2 separate regions of the Mus musculus genome follow, and region 1 is linked to region 2. Evidence: chromatin contacts called from public Hi-C data. All regions are on one chromosome and are shown on one strand. Each heading gives the region's core, a stretch centred on a gene start, on an enhancer-like site or on the middle of the called end of the contact. The rest is flanking DNA. Distances are from core to core; before and after follow the strand shown. Region 1 overlaps 2610307P16Rik (RIKEN cDNA 2610307P16 gene). Region 2 overlaps 2610307P16Rik (RIKEN cDNA 2610307P16 gene).

Evidence for each region. Hi-C and Micro-C count contacts between places; a contact is called where the count stands out from the background.
Region 1: a Hi-C map of muscle stem cells shows a contact between it and region 2, with 4 times the contacts expected there. The contact joins two enhancer-like sites.

Annotation. Positions count from the first base shown.
Region 1 is chr13:28,464,416-28,467,927 of GRCm38.p6, forward strand. All of the region lies in intron 7 of 2610307P16Rik (RIKEN cDNA 2610307P16 gene), which reads right to left. Among named protein-coding and RNA genes, the nearest start is that of Gm40841, 45 kb to the left of the region's middle. Within about 2 kb of position 1,881, at least 3 of the 459 cell types and tissues checked have an H3K27ac peak or open chromatin away from gene starts, as enhancers often do. A contact at or near this core is called in muscle stem cells, where this site is marked.
Region 2 is chr13:28,821,831-28,825,198 of GRCm38.p6, forward strand. The region is part of intron 2 of 2610307P16Rik (RIKEN cDNA 2610307P16 gene); the gene reads right to left. Among named protein-coding and RNA genes, the nearest start is that of 2610307P16Rik, 62 kb to the right of the region's middle. Within about 2 kb of position 1,876, at least 29 of the 459 cell types and tissues checked have an H3K27ac peak or open chromatin away from gene starts, as enhancers often do. A contact at or near this core is called in muscle stem cells, where this site is marked.

The sequences.
Region 1 (3,512 bases), core at 631-3,130, 360 kb before region 2:
TTCTGCATCTTAGGACAGTATTAAAGAATTTATGTGTTCACATGGTAAATGTTCATAATCTGTTATTATTTTATTGTTATTGTTGTTTTCGACAGTATCTTCTTGTAGCCCCAACTGGCCTGGATTCACTGTGTAGACCAGGCTGGCTTCACACTCACGGAAATCTGTTTGCCTTTGCCAATGCCTTTGCTTCCTGAGTACTGGGATTAAAGGCATGTACCACCATACTAGCCCACCCTGTTCAGTATTTAATAAAAAAAGTTTGGGGTCGGGGGAGAAACCATGTGTTCCTAACATCAGTATTAATTTATAGTATTAATGATCCACTGAAATGAGATATCCAAAAATGAATTGCAAAGGCAATGTAGTGTGTGTGTCTGAAAAGCCTTTGATCAAATGCACACACACACACACACACACACACACACACACACACACACACACACAGTCATTCCTTACCTTCATCCTATCAGGTGAAAGGTGGGGTATCCACTGAAATGGTATTTCTCTTTTTATTCAACACACATTCTCATATATACACACAGCATTAGAAAATAAAATCGGTAAAATTCATTAAAATATTTTTCTCAAATATAAGACTCTCTAGCTAAAGAGTAGCTACAGTACTTAGAGTACCAAATGCTGTAAAGGATAAATTAACATTAATATTTCAAGTCTATTCCTGCAAGTCCTGAAACTAAATACCTTTCCTGAAACATGAAGTTCTTTAATTTAGAAGTCGAACTTCATAGGCTGCTGCATCACTTAAACTATTAATTCTAATTAAAAAGAAAAATACAATTATTCCCCCAATACCAACATAGTTTAGATATATTTTAGAAAAGGAAATAAAAACCCACAGACATTTTTCCTCTTGGGGAGCATAGGCATTTATATAACCCACCATGGAATTATATATATGCTAATTACATGCTAATGTAAACATGAAAAAATGTTATATGGAAATTACAAGCTGAACCAAAAACATGCAAATGCTAAAAAAAAAAGTCTACTTGAAAACAATGTCTGCCATCTTGCTTATTCATGTGTAAACATCCAATATGCTCAAGATTTTGACATCTCTATTCATCTTGGGGTTTGGATCAGCTATAAATATATGACCCTTAACTGTGGGATTGATTTGTCAAAAATTTTGGAACCCTTTGCATACGAGTCTATCTTGAGACAAATACAGACACTTTCGTGGTTCTCCATTTTGAGTAATGACTTTCCTGGGACACTCAGAAGCCCTTAACAAAGACTATGTGTGTTATCCAACTCATTGGTTCAGCTGTTCACACTCAAAACTGTTTTTCACAGTAGAGATCACATTTTTTAATCTTCCTTTGTTTGCAGCCATGTTCTCCAGTGTGCTTAAAGGAAGCATTCTGGAAAATTCTGTGGAGCTGGCTCAGCTGGTAAAGTTCCTTCTGTACAGGCATGAGAACCTGAACTCAGATTCCCAACACGTACATAAAATTCAGCTACTGCAGCCTGGATCTGTAACTCCAAGGACTGGGGAAAAGGAGGGATGGAGACAGAGGCAGATCTGTGGCACTTTCTGGCCAGTCAGCCTAACTAAGTTGATGAACCCTAAGTTCAGTGAGACACAAGGTGGAGAAAAAAGAAAGGGGAATTCAGGTGACCTCTGGCCTTTACACAAATACATACATTTATACATGAATAAAAACACATTTACATACCCTCACTCACACTCCTTCTGTGCCTGAAAGAGGCCAAAGGGAGGCTCCATTCTCACATTACTATCCTGACACCTACAAGGAAACTTCTCTAGCCAAAATAGCAGAGGAAGGATATGCAGTGTGTTCAACGGCACAAGTTTCTAGCCTTTTCTCCACAATTCTGTGCCCTCTGGCAATGAACAGGCTTCTGCATCTGGCCAACACATGGCAAAAATGAGGCCAAGTATGGCCAGTGAACATGGCCAAGTTCTTTCATTGACCCAGTAGGACTGCCAACCCACAGTTCCAAATGACAATTCAATTTCCAAATGAAACCATCACTTTTCCAGTAGGTATTAGTATTTGACATGTAGGCATAAACAAAGGTGAATCATTTGTTTAGAGTTCAAATCAACCCAAGTCAAAGAATAACACACGAGAGCTGCAAAAGTGGCTTAGCAAGCCAAGGTGCTCACCACCAAGTCTAATGTTCTGGGGCTGATCCATCCCCTGGGTGCACATGGTAGAAGGAGAGAAGCAACTCCTGTAATATATCCTCTGGCCTCACCATAGACACCAGGGCATGCATACGCACAAACCACAAACGCAACATAAAAACATAGAGGGTATCTATTAAGAGTTGTATCAGTAATGATGGTGGAAATCTAACATAAGGTGTATGGATATGGGCCTGTGATGACAATCTCATTCACACACTCAGGGATGCTGAAATGTAAGGAAAGATAGGATGCTTCAATGGCTTTCAGTAGGGAAACACCAGAGAGATGGTGAGTGCTTAGATGTGTTTACTACTCTTCCAATGGACTCAAGTTTCCAGTTCCAACATTAGGGAAGTCACACCCACCTGACATTGTCCTCTGGACTCCACAAGCACTCACACACCACACACAGTAAGATGTTGATGGTAACTTAGATACATGTATACATTATTAAGTATATTCTCTCCATGCATTTGCTGTCTGGAAGCTTCAACTACCAGAGGCAATGTTGCTGCAGACTCAGACATTCACATGCTCCTCAGTTTCCTTTAGACCATGTAATAGATCTAGAGAAGTCAGGAGGAAGCCAGAAACACTCGCTGGCTAGGGTTTCAACCTAGTTCTTCAGGCTCTCTTTTTCAAGCCATTTTCAGCTCTGTCAAGTTAAGATGGGCTGATTGAGCTGTGTCTGCTACAGGTTTTACATTAGAGTGACAGTTGCTTCTTGCAGCGTCACCAAACAGCTATCTCCTGACACATGTGTATCAACACACATCCACAAACAGGAAGCAACTTATTCCTGGCTGACACACACACAAACACACACACAAATCTACAGTCAGAATGTGAGATTAATAATGCATTTGTAAATACAGTATGCTTTAACTCACATAAGGAGTGTATTAGAAAGGAGTACGTTGTGTATCTGTTAAAGTACCATAAGCAACTCATAAGACACGAATATTGTACTTTCAGAAAACCTCCATAAAGCACATCAGAGATACAAGCTTCCTTAGGCCATCTTCTTTATTTGTTTTGCTCTCTAATAATGAAGAACTTTTCTCATCCTACCAGATTCTTCACTATGTCTTATAAATAAACTACCTTATCCATATAACACACCCCTGGAGCTCAGATGATTGTAAACTGCTTGCTGGACAAGTATGGGGCTCTATGATCAGATTGCCAGCATCTGTGTTAAAAGCCAGGCACCAGAGACCTGGAGAGATGCTTAATGGTGAAGAGCATGTGCTGGACTCAGAGAGGATCTGTATATTGTTGGGCAGGCCACAGTGCCTGTAACTCCAGATCCTGAGAAGCCAGCACCTCT
Region 2 (3,368 bases), core at 626-3,125:
GTAACTGAACACAGCACTTTGGAGAAATGTTTCAGAAATGCTAGACTTTAAGATGACAACAAATGATAAGGAGGATAGACAAGATCCTGGGGCAAAGTGCACACACTATACTCAAGCTCTGGGAAAGACTGCTGAAAGATTCAGAACGTGACAGCCACACCAGAGACACACATGTGATGTTAAAATATCAGGATCCCATTGTGCCGTTCTTGGTACACCCTACACAGATCCAAGAAGCTGACATGTTCAATTTAACACATGGGCCTCCACCGTATCTACAATGCCTCAGGGTATTCCATGCACCAAGATCCAATACAGAAATTAGATAGATAGACTAGATAGATAGATAGATAGATAGATAGATAGATAGATAGATAGAAAGAAAGAAAGAAAGAAAGAAAGAAAGAAAGAAAGAAAGAAAGAAAGAAAGAAAGATAGATAAGTAAAATCCCACTCTGCCCAGGCTTGGCCAGGCCAATGTAAATAGTAAATAAAAATTGTAAAGATTGTCTTATTAATATGAAATCTGTTCTGAAATGACTAGAGACTCCTTCAGCCTATTCAGGAGGATTTCTCACAAGGCTACAATGTGAAAGATTTGTCCTTGTCCAACACAAACAATGAAGAAACTCAGCCCAGTGCAAAAGCCCCAGGAGATACAATCTGCAATTTAATTAGTGAATAATTGAAGCCATTTAAATACAATTCCAGGCATTTTTTAAAGTAATATTTGAAGAGACATCTGCTGCATCTATGTGTTTAGGCAGAGGACAAGAATGCAGGATCTGAGGAAATGCCCACGGTGATGAACAAGACTGACTGTTGTCGGGGCAAGACCCATAATTTAGAACAAAACTCCGGGAATCCTCCCTGTTGACGCTCGCTCCATGCCCACAAACTCAAGAGATGACACAGGGTAGACAGGTAGACAGACAGGCAGACAGGCAGGCAGGCAGGCAGGCAACACAAAACATTGCTCAGTCTTGTGAGCACAGTGTAAGAGTGTAAAGGGATCTGACTTAAAGTCACAGCACTAAGCTGATAGCCTGGCCCCCTAGCAATGCTTTTTCCTATCAATGCCTCGACTTGTCAGTTTACGAAATGGGAATATGAATGCCTGCCCGATGTGAGCTTCTGATATTAAAAGACAGTCTCTACCATAAAAGGACCGTATGAAAGGTACTAGAAGAAATGGAAATATGGAAGAAATGGAGACAATAGCAAGCTTTCAGTTTGGTGAAATGAAATGTAGAGATGGGAGGTGGTAATGACTCTGGGAGGGTGTGAATTTACTTAATGCCAGTGAACTGAGTTCTTAAAACCAGTTAAGGCGATTAGAGCTGTACAGCGGTTAACACAGCGGTTAACACAGCTGCCCTCCGGCCAGTAAGACGCCAAACTTCATGTCGTGTGCATCGCGTAGTAACTTTTAAAAATGATTTAGGAGGATGATAAAAATCCCTGGTACACCACACGGTAAGCTGAAGAAGCCAGGCACTGGCAACCGAGGAAAGGATACCTGGCACATGGTACTCGCACACTGCCAAAGCACACACCAACTCTAGGACTCTGCCAAGCATCCCCCAAAGAAGCGAAAAGAAAAAAAGAGTCTTGTTTCCCTAACCTTTGTTAACCGTAAACAAAAAGGACTAAAAACTAAAAGTATCTCAGCCAGGCACAGTGACGTATTCCTGTCATCTCAGCCCACCAGAGCCAGGAGCCTCTAGTCTTAGGCTAGCTCAAGCTACAGTGTTAAGTCCTGACTCAGATTAGTATATAAATAAATAAGAGCTGGGGGTGTGGCTCAGTCAGTCCATAGAGTGCTGACTTAGCATGCATAAGGCCCTAGATTCACCCTCTAGCGTCAAATAAGCCAGATGTGGTGACACACGGCTGTTTCCCGGAGGCAGTGACTGGATTATTAGTCAAGGCACTCCTCAGCTATATATAGTTCAAGGCCGGCTTGGGCTACATGAATCCCTGCCTCAACTTAAAAAAAAAAAGCAGTTAACTAATAATTAATTGCTTTAAGGTACCTTTATGTTGGGCATCAAGTCCTCAAACTCCTAGCCTCTGTGCACTTTCAGAAACTCAAATGGTATCTGTGCTGAGTCCCAATTAATATAAACACTTCAGCTAATACCCTGCTTTACTCTTGAAGGTGGTCTGTCTGCAAAAGCACTTTTGCACCATAGCTACAGCAAATGAATGGGTGAAAGATAAGAACCCCATAAAGAAGATCAAGAATTCACGCCCCGAGGCATCCACTTAAGAAAGCTGTGCTGCTCCTGTCTTCCGTGTGACTGGAGCTGTGTTGCGTGGACTGCCACGGGTAAGAAGCAGAAGTAACTCTGGGAATCGGGAGTGTCACGGCTGAGCTCTCTGCTGAGTGACAGGCACCCAAACAGACGCTGTTCCCTACCGTGTCTGGGTGCAGTGTGCCAGTGACTGGATGGGGATGGATGACAAGGACGTCCCTTTTGGATGTCGCTTTATGTGATATACTTTTCTATCCTAAGGGTTTGTCAGAGACATCTAATAACACAATGTGTTGGCCTATCCCCTAAGCCTTAGGTAAAGTAGCTAGGATGTAAGGGAGACAGTTAAGAGTCTAGATAATTGAGGCTTGGCACGAAGAGCCAACACTAATTCCATGGATATTCACCTGTCCAGAGGTTCCATCAGGAGAAGGCTAAGGCAAGGTCAGCTCAGCTCCTTAGCTGCAGGGAAACACACAGTGCTGGGTCTCAGAAGTCACTGGAAACCTCAACAGCTAAATAAAGGAGCCTGGACCAAAACCACATCTGATGCTGGCAACTCAAGTCTAAACTGTCTTTTACCTTTGGAATGTAGATCATCATGGAACAGATTCAAGGATATCAAGTGAGAAAAGACAGGGAAATTTTGTGAAGATTCAAGTACAACACAAGTTAACAGCAAGCACATTTCCTGAGAACCTCTATTATCAAACTAAGGTATTAATAATATTGTAAAATAATAGCCTGATCCAGTTCAAAGTAGGCACTTCACAGCAATGACAAAGACTGGCAAATCCTTCTCCATAAAATCATTAACTGATCACCTTTCAAGTTACTGTTAAATAGATCCATTCATCGTAAAACTCTTATGAAAGTTTCCTAGCTTTATACTTCATTTATGTAAAATCTCCAACTCCAAAAGGCACTGGAAAGGGATCTATAGAAACTGTATGTCAGGGCTGGAGAGATTGCTCAGTGGTTAAGAGCATTGACTGCTCTTCCAGAGTTCTTGAGTTCAATTCCCAGCAACCACATGGTTACTCACAACCATCTGTAATAGGATCCAGTGCCCTCTTCTGGGGTGTCTGAAGACAGTGACAATGTGCTCAT